Linked DNA regions of Cyprinus carpio: region 2 is linked to region 1. A link is a contact called in public Hi-C data. All regions are on one chromosome and are shown on one strand. Each heading gives the region's core, a stretch centred on a gene start, on an enhancer-like site or on the middle of the called end of the contact. The rest is flanking DNA. Distances are from core to core; before and after follow the strand shown.

The links. Hi-C and Micro-C count contacts between places; a contact is called where the count stands out from the background.
Region 2: a contact with region 1 is called in a Hi-C map of liver, with 7 times the contacts expected there. The contact joins the enhancer-like site here to the promoter of snx9a in region 1. A contact is called at or near these places in 3 of 8 Hi-C or Micro-C datasets (liver and red blood cells).

Annotation. Positions count from the first base shown.
Region 1 is chrB17:17,138,449-17,143,518 of ASM1834038v1, reverse strand. snx9a (sorting nexin-9a) reads right to left here and starts at 2,650. Exons shown (of 18, transcript XM_019092170.2): 1 at 2,295-2,650; 2 at 250-336. The coding sequence starts at 2,306.
Region 2 is chrB17:17,175,121-17,180,190 of ASM1834038v1, reverse strand. It overlaps LOC109076470 (protein EFR3 homolog B-like), which reads left to right. Exons shown (of 22, transcript XM_042742570.1): 6 at 1-67; 7 at 508-627; 8 at 1,884-1,962; 9 at 2,163-2,298; 10 at 3,104-3,265; 11 at 3,535-3,646; 12 at 3,808-3,859; 13 at 4,016-4,188; 14 at 4,574-4,811; 15 at 5,040-5,070. Among protein-coding and RNA genes, the nearest start is that of LOC109076472, 12 kb to the right of the region's middle. Within about 2 kb of position 2,095, at least 1 of the 8 cell types and tissues checked has an H3K27ac peak or open chromatin away from gene starts, as enhancers often do. A contact at or near this core is called in liver, where this site is marked.

The DNA of each region.
Region 1 (5,070 bases), core at 1,401-3,900:
ATGCTGCTTCCACAATGTTTTTTGGAAACCATGATACAGCAGTCTTAACTGTCACTTATGATCAATTTAATACACTGTAGCTTAATAAATGTATCAATTTCTTTTTTAAAAAATAAAAAATGAAAAAATCTAACTGACCCCATTTTTTTTTGAATGGTACTGCATATATAACATTTTTTTTATATTGTCTATAGCCAAGTGCCTGTCTTGAAGCATTAGTGCTAATGCTGATGCTCAGTATATCCTCACCTGGTTAGTGACCGTGAGTATTTCTCCTTCTTGAACAGACAGCTCATTGTTGCCAGGCTCAGCAGTGAAGTCATATAATACCTGAGCCTGAACACAGCAAACTTATGGGTAACACAGAACAGTAACTGCATGAATATTTCAGTGTGGCATGGCTAAAACTTTCACCTCTGCATTTTGAAACTGAAAAAGACTAACAATTCTGTATGTAGATGTTATACGTGTAACATTATACTGTATGACATTATAAAAATCTGCTCCAAGAATAATAAAAACACATGTCCATTTTTGTAAATGCATACACACAGGTCCCAAATGAAAAAATATAATGAAATACATTTTTCATCTAATGTCACCTTTTCATCGTACTATATGCTGGAAGATTTTATAGCCTAATTTCCGCATATGAGGGCTCTTTCGCATGACCAGCCATCACAAAACACAGCCAACATGTAAACCAAAACATTAAAACTGGTTTTCTGTGTCAAACCACCTCTAACCAAGCTCAGCTTCCATATTTAGTGCGCTGAGTGTTTATCCATATCAAAACGACGTGCTTCCTTGAATGATAATGCTGACCAAACCACTGAATGACGTGTTCCCTTGGGTTCTGTTCCTGACAGGATGCACCATGTTCCTGTTCACAGCAACAAGGTGGAGACAGGCGACACAAAGGCCTGCCTCATCGTGACCTAGTGAGGTGCCTACCTAGACAGTATTTTGAGGTGGGTTTTGAGTCAGCTGACTGTTTGTGCATATTTGTACCCAGATGACTCAGAACCTGCATATAATGTCCATGAATACTACTAATTTAGCTCACTAGGTTTTGAAATACAGCAAGTTTTAAATGCTGATTTTTCAAAACTCTTCTCAGTAATACATTTTTAGTACTAATCCCCAACAGATAATAGTAACATATACACAAACTTTAAGTAACAGCCTTTCATAATACAATTAGCTACACTTTTCATTTGCATCTGCGCTCTCTCTTTTAAATAAATGTAACCAATTTAACTATTTTAATCATTTAATCTAACTGATCTTTATGGTTATTGTCAAATCATACTTTTCCCCCATGTATGATCATTTTTGTGCTTTTGTAAAGTTTCAAAATTATGAATAAATATGTGTTACAATTAGGGTTGGGCTTAATAAAATAAAAGACTTAATTTTAATAATCTCTCTATATAATAAAAATAATAATCCCTGTACATTGTGACGTAATTAATTTAACACGTGTTCCCTGACACCCTGGTGTTGTATACATGCTGTAAAATAAATAAATACATACATACATACATAAAAGTTCCAAAAAGTAAACTTATGATATCACTTACTACATTCATACAGTAATTCTAGTTTCGTTTGTCCCAGTTTAGTTCAGAGCTTAATTCATTTAGTACCTAAATAGAATTATGATTAACATTAAATAGCCTAACAGTCCTTCTAATCTATTTACTGTTGCCTGAAACATTTTTGCACATCTAAACGCTATTTTGTGTTCATAAACTTGCCACACACTCATGTTGTAGGCTACTTTACATATATACCAGTACATATTTCTAATACTGATAAAGTAACCTTTTCACTCCATTAATCAAATCCTTGATTCGAGCACTACGAGCTGGACCTGTCAATGTTTTCTTGAATGAATTGACCAAACCGGTTCAAATGATTCATTGATAAGGCCTGACTCAATAGAATTCGTTTAGGAATAGGGCATCAGTACTGGTTTTGCAAACAGTGTACAGCAGTGGATACAGTTCAAATCGCAAGTGAAATTAGGCCTACCTATAAATAAGATCTTGCTAAACTAATGGACATTTTGTTATAATTCGTTTCATAGAAATACAACTCTTGTTGTAATACAACATATTTTATCGGGTGTTAACTTTACTTAAAAATACAGTCCATTAATAAAGTACACTGATGAGTGTCTACAACATGCAACAATGCAACATTAATTATCGTTTGGCTGTTCGTATGAGACAAATGCGCCACAGTCATTTCATTAGTAGTGTTTATCACAGTGTTGTACCAAAACTTACCTTCACTGCCATCGTGGTATCAATAATTTAATCACCATTAACATGCGATATGACTTCTTAAAATCAACAAAACGTAGTAAAAACAAACCTTTCTGTCCCTAAATGAAGCGAAAATGACGCGTTTATTTTTGTGTTATGCAGCAGTGACTGCTCTCGATTAGCAAAACATAGCTCGATAAAATCCAGTTATCTGACCCATATAACGAGACATGGGCGTTGAAAATGGAGATGTTTCGTCCTCTTTCCCTAACTCGGACCCGGAAAACTTCAGCACATTGGCCTCAAAATGTATGGCTTATTGAGCTGTCAGAGCAGCTCTTCCTCCAACTCACACACACACACACACACACCGCCCAGTAAAGCTCAAGTAAACAACAGAGACATTATGAAACACTGGAATTCAGGATTTATTTAGATGTTGTAAAACCTATTAGACATCGAAATTATCGCGATTATTTGTATTAGTTATTAAGCTATTTTAATTTAACACAAGCATTTTATTTGAAAAGCTTATATGTTTGTAGCAATGAAAGATTGTTTGTGCTTAGGCGTGTCAGAGCAGGTTTACTGAAGGAACGGCTTCTTCAGGGAAGGACTGCCACTGCTGTGCAGGTAGAGTAAGAAAGGTGGTGAGAAAAAATATAAAATATAAACAAGGAGCTGCACTAAATATGTGTACTCCCATAATGAAGTAAGATTGCCATCTACTGGTCTTTAAAGGTAAAGCCACATTTCCAAGCTAGTGTTTTCATCCAGCATCAATCAATATGCCATTGAATTACTTTTTGACATTATTTATTTATTTTTTACTCATATTTTATTTATGTTGTGTGTATAGAGTGCACACAACATATGCTTATTTATATATATTTATTTGACTACAACGTTTAAAGTCACTGACATTTGTTTGTTCACAAATGGTGCTCTTATAACTCCTATAAAGAATGAAAGAAATTGATATTTTGAGAAAAAAAAACGTAATTATTGCAACTGATACTGTGTTTGGTATATTATTTTCGAGGAAGCTGTCACATGACTTCTTGACTTTCTGTGACAGTAGTGCAAAAAAATAAAAAAAATTTTTTAGGTGCAATTTTTTGAACTTTCGAAACACACAAATTGTACCCACATTTTGTCCATATAAATGTAATAAACAATACTAATAAATAATAAAATATAAATATATAAAACAATCATGCACACACACACACACACACACACACACACACACACACACACACACACACACACACACACACACACACACACACACACACACACACACACACACACACACCCATAGCACACGTACAGTACATCCAAGAAATGTCTATTTGATGTAGCCTACATGTTTACATCTGGAAGACATTTTTAGAGTGTTTGCTTGTCTGCAGTACGTCTCTTATCAGATGTTAAAAAAAAAAAAACATGTAGAAAATCTCTTTAAGATGTTTATGATTTAGAAAGTATGTAAAACCTACATCTTATAAATGTTTATCAGATTTTTGTGCACAGCAGATGGTTTCCAGATGACGTGCTCTCTATCTATCTATCTATCTATCTATCTATCTATCTATCTATCTATCTATCTATCTATCTATCTATCTATCTATCTATCTATCTATCTGTTTGTGTAAAGTTGAGCACAGGGACTGCGAGCACATTTGAAAGACTTGAAGTAGGTGAACGTGTGTGCATGTAAGCTCATGACACAGATGATTTACTGGAATAGAGTCCCACCGGAGCAGAACTCCCTCAGTTGCCTAGGGAGATTCCCAGTTTGGTGAAGGTTATGTGGTCATTTTCAAGGCTTTGTGTGTGTGTCTGAGCGAGGGAGTGGGAGACAGAGGGGTTGGGTGGGTCGGGGGTCAGGATGCCAGCAGCTGCTCAGTACTGATTGTGTTCCACTTTTGTTCACTGTCCTCCACATCAGCCTGAGGAGAGACAGAAGGGAGAACACCCAAACAGAGATGCTCTCTTGTGTGGGAATACTGATGAGTGAGGGGAGATGAGAGTCAATGAGAGATAGATGCAGGTGCTGGAAGATCTTCCAGAACGTCTGGGCTGCTGCTAATTTAATACACCCTTTGCATTCTGTGATCTTTGTTTGTTGCTCTCGGGGGTTAATGTGTGTTCTCAGTGTGTAACTTTGCCCAACAGAAAAAGATGATGAAATATCACTCACATCGGCAAATATATTTAACCAAATCACTTGACAATATTTGACTTCCACACAAAGAATGTACTTGTTTCTGACAAATTTAAGGCATGTTTTGTTTTTATTTTTTTTTTCTTTTATTTATATTTTGGCTTTTGCATTTTGTTGATTTTATGGATTTTATTTTTTTTTTTTTTTTAATTTTTGTAGATAACTGACCAATGATGACGATAATAGAATGAAAATAGAATGCTTCAAAACTGTTGCAAAAACTGTTGAAAATACATTTGTGTGTGTGTGTGTGTGTGTGTGTGTGTGTGTATATATATATATATATATATATATATATATATATATATATATATATATATATATATATATATATATATATATATATATATGTATATATATATAATCCTCATCTCATAATAATATTTTTATTTTTATTATACTTTTACATTTCAAAATTTTTCAGAAAGATAAAGAATTATTATGTGACAATGATGTATATATATGTATATATATATATATATATATATATATATATATATATATATATTAGAAAAACTATAAATCATGTCACAGTAGCATCATTTTCAGCACACCAGACAAAGCTGA
Region 2 (5,070 bases), core at 846-3,345, 37 kb before region 1:
CTCAACACATGGACAAAATCGTGCCATCTCTCTTGTTCAACCTCCAACAGGAAGAAGGCATAGAGAGGTCTGAAACACACTTACATGCTCGCATACACACATGAAGAGACATGGACACTTTTAGTCTAATGGAAGTGTAAATTTTCCCTCAGAGAAACAGTGTCTTGCTAATAGCTTTTTCCAGTCTGTGTGATTAAGCTAATGAACTCCTAATCGAATGCTAATGAAAACTGTGTGATATAACAGTAGACTGACTACAACTGAGGTGTCAGACTCTCAAGTGTAATAAGAAAGTCATTTATTCTAGAAGCTGCTGTACTAAACCCAAAGTCCTGAGGGGCAGAGGCAGACCACGAAATCTGAATTGAACCGTGCAATGAACTCCGAACCATAAAACTCTTCACATCTAATAAATGAAATAACTGACCACAAGTAACAGTACTGCCAACAACAATCAGCCTATTGATCAGCCCTGGTTTATGTTTGTTTTATGATTCTTATTGATAGGTCTCCTTCCCCAGAGACAGAGAAGGAGAGTCCAGTGGAACTGACAGAGAGATGCTTTCGAGAGCTGCTTGGACGAGCGGCCTACGACAACATCAAGAACGCTGTGAAACCTGTGCTCATGTGAGTGTTTATGCGCTACCCTGATCAGCCACAAGAGGGCAGCACAGGGACACATTTCTTATCTTTTCAGTTCATTTTATACAAGTAGTTATATGAGACGTATATTTTAACTATTAACAATTGTTTTTTTTTTTTCATTATATATTTTATTTTAATGAATAAGGGGCATACATTTGACAATAAATGACTATATGAATTTAGCATTATGGTGAAATTAATGATCATGCAGCTGTTACTAATTGACTGGACTACTTATTATAATACATGCAAAACAATGCACATACACTACCATTGCAAAGTTTGGAGTCAGTAAGATTTTTAAAGAAATGAAAAAGATTTTAAATTGTAATAATATTTCACTATATTACTTATTTATCTTACCAACTTCAAACTTTCGTGTAGAGTGTAAATGGGATAATGACATGGATGCTTGGATGAATTATTAATAATTGAACTCAACAGAGGTTTCCATTTATACATATAAATTAATTTATCCCATTGTAGAATGTCAGGACGAGGTTTTTTTTTTCACACAAATGATACCCCTAGTAAGTAATATATTTACAATTTTATGTATTGCATACCAAGTATAGTTCAAATCTGTTAACATATTTACTGACATAACACTCGAGACTTACTGATGTAAAAATTATAATTTAACTTTATTTGGAGTAATACTTGTTCACGTTTCTTAATATTAAGCCTAAAATGTGTTTTAATGTCACTGTTGATGAGGACTGTATGATCTTTGAATAATATCATTCTTTAAATGCAAGATATTTAAAGTGTACCTGAAGTATATTTGCAATAGGTGTACTTTAGCACAATCAGATATACTTCAATATATCTTTAGTTGGACCTCAGCACTACTTCTGCACAGTTAAAGTGCATTAAGCACAAAATTTGTTGTTCCAATTTAGCAGACTTCAAGTATACTAAAAGTACAACTGCAGGGTATTTTTATTATGTATGTATTTGTAGTATACTTAGCATGAAATGAATGTTTTGCAAATGCATTTTATTATATTTATTTTTCACCAGGGGCACTACAGAATTGGAAAGGAAATGAAGAAAAAAGATTAAACAAATTGTCCTCATTGTTAGCCTAAAACATACTTCACAGTAAAAGTAACTGTAGTATCTGTTGTCACAGTGCAAGTGTATTTATTTTTATTTTTTTGACCTACTTTGTCTGCTGTTTCCTGCTCTAGTTCTATTTGCTGAAGCTAATCATTAATTCACTTGTATATTTCCAGGCACCTTGATAATCATTCACTCTGGGAGAGCAAAACATTTTCAGTGCGCTGTTTCAAAATCATTATGTACTCCATTCAGGTAGGTACAAACAACTCTGCTGAAATTTGATTGTGAAAGTATCTTACACAAAATACAATGCAAGACACACTTGCATTGTAGAGCATGGTCATTTGCTACTAAATAATTACAGTACGTGGTGTTTGTGGACATATCGAAACATTTTTAAAATACAGTAGTGTGTTACTGTAATATTAACTCATCTACGGTTCCTTTTACAGTCCCAACATTCACATCTGGTGATTCAGCAGCTGTTGGGCCATTTGGATGCCAACAGTAAGAATTCAGCCCGAGTGCGTGCTGGGATAGTGGAGGTGATCTCAGAGGCAGCTGTCATAGAGGCCAGTGGATCCATAGGTAACAGACCATCTTTAGACCACTAGAGGGAGCACTAAAACCATCTCAAAAGACAAGCATTTTATAGGATTTATTTCTAAAAACACTTGTCCATATTTGTTCTTTTATTACTTTTTTCTTTCAGATAAAAAGTGATATACACACTGCTTATTTCATATGTATCAAGTGTTTATATGTTTGACAAATAATTTATACAGTAGAAATCAGACGCATGGACAATGTTCCTTAAAGGCACAGTTCACCCCAAAATTGCTCACCCTCATGTAATCAAGATCTTTGGAACAAGATATTTTTGTTGAATTTTGAGAGTTTTCTGACCCTGCATAGACAGCAACGCAACTGACACGTTCAAGGCCCAGAAATGTAGTAACTAAGGACACTGTTAAAACAGTCCATGTGACATCAGTGGTTCAACTGTAATTTTATGAAGCTACGAGAATACTTTTCGTTGACACGGAAGTGATGATATTGTTTAATTAATTCTTTTTTTTTTTTTTTTTTGTGCTTGGAGGATATTATTTGTTATTATTAGTATTAAGGTTGAACCAGTGATGTCACATGGACTATTTTAACAATGTCCTTACTACCTTTCTGGACCTTGAACATGTCAGTTGTGTTGCTGTCTATGCAGGATCAGAAAACTCTCGGATTTCATCACAAATATCTTAATTTGTGTTCCGAAGATGAACGAAGGTCTTACAGGTTTGAAACGACATGAGGGTGAGTAATTAATGTCAGAATTTTCATTTTTGCGTGAACTATCCCCTTTTATTTAGTTTCGGCTCTGTGCCGTCCCTCTCCACAGGGCCCACAGTACTGGAAGTGTTTAATACTCTACTGAAGCAGCTCAGACTCAGTGTGGACTATGAGCTCACAGGATCCTACGACTCTTTTGCAAACCTGGGCTCCAAGGTCATTAAAGTACACGAGGAGAGACAACTCCAAGAAGCTGTCATCAAAACTATTGGTGGGTGAACAATTGAATGTTTGTGAGTGAATCTGACAGTAGTAGCAGTTAAATATTTTTGTAAAATGACCGTGGCTAAACTATATAATTGTCTTGGCTCAGATGAATAATTTTCTACATAGCAGTGCTTAGTTTAATATCAAGCCACATTGTCACTCTTTAAATTATAACAAAATTTGGATTTGGTAAATCTTGGTATTTAAGTCTTTTAAATAGATAGATAGATAGATACTGTGCATGATCCCTTACTTATCTTTCTTTGTTCACAGGCTCATTTGCAAACACACTGCCCACCTACCAACGGTCAGAAGTCATGCTGTTCATCATTGGTAAAATTCCTGTGCCAGGCATGTATCCATCTCTGGGGTCGGCCAACACCGGGTGAGACAGGGTTACAACCTAGACTTTATCAATTAGACATGTTTACGATGTATTTTCTGCTGGCACAAAATGAAATGCAAATTAAACGCTAGCATTTAATAAGATGAATGCTAGCGTTGCAAGATTGTATTTTGTCAATAAGTGTCTTTTTCTGGTTTCAGGGTTGAGGGCAGTAGGATGATCCAGATTATGCTGCTGAAGTCTCTGCTGCAGGTGAGCTGGTTTGTGTCAGTCATGATGTCCCGCTGTGCCATGCGGAGAGCATTTACTCCCCCTGCTGTTTCATGATATCCACAGTTGCTGACGCAGTCTAAACCGTCTGACGGTCTTGTGTGCCTTGAAACATCAGTCTCTCCGTTTCTCATTTAGGTAACAGCAGGATTCCAGTCGACAAACATTTTGACGGCACTTCCCACCTCATTCCTGGACCCGCTCTTGTCCTTCACTCTGATGGAGGACGCAGAGATCCGTCTACTTGTTCTTGACATCCTCATCAGCATCATTGATCGCCATGACAACCGGCACAAATTCTCCCCTGTCAGGTTGGGGCGCACTGACACACTCGAAAAAACTCTAGAAATCTACAATTTAGAAAAAAAAAAAAAAATATATATATATATATATATATATATATATTTTAATATTTTTTACAGTGTACCTGACACATTTTACATTTACCTCTGTATTGTAATGCATGAAGTACTGGTTAAAATGTTAAAAATAGTTAATACATACCATGGTAGCTTTTGATTAGTTAGTGGTTAAAAATGTATCTTTGCTTTCATACATTTCACAGTATGAATTGCTCTTATTATATATGTTTTAAAAAATTATATTATTTAATTTCACAAAGTGTTTTGCTACAGTAGGTCCTTGAGATTTACCTGAAAAACATTTTACGGTGTATTGTTCTATTGTTTTCAACAGAATTATCTCAGATATCTCAATACTGAAGTTGAAAGTAGACAAGTGCTCAAGGCAGGATAACCTGTTCATGAAGAAACACAGCCAGAGGCTGTACCGCCACATTTACCTGGCCTGCAAAGAGGAGAGCAGCGTCCAGCGGCACTTTGAGTCTCTGTATACGCTGCTGGGGTTGATCTGTGTGGAGCTGGCCAATGAGGAGGTGGTGGTGGACCTGATCCGACTGGCTTTGGCATTACAGGTGTTTCTCTCACCTCTGTGATATGTACATGACTGTGGGGCTAAATAATTATGCCAGTGGACACATAGGGTCATCATAATGATATAATTAATATACATTTTAAAAGCCAACATAAGTCAACTTTTAGTTCAGCATCATCAGAGTGATAATAAAAGTGTCATCAAAGTGTCTATCAATACAATAACAATAGTTCTTTTTTCATTTCCCCTGATGCGTCCTCTTCCTCAGGACCTGGCCTTGACTGAAGAGGCTCTTCCTG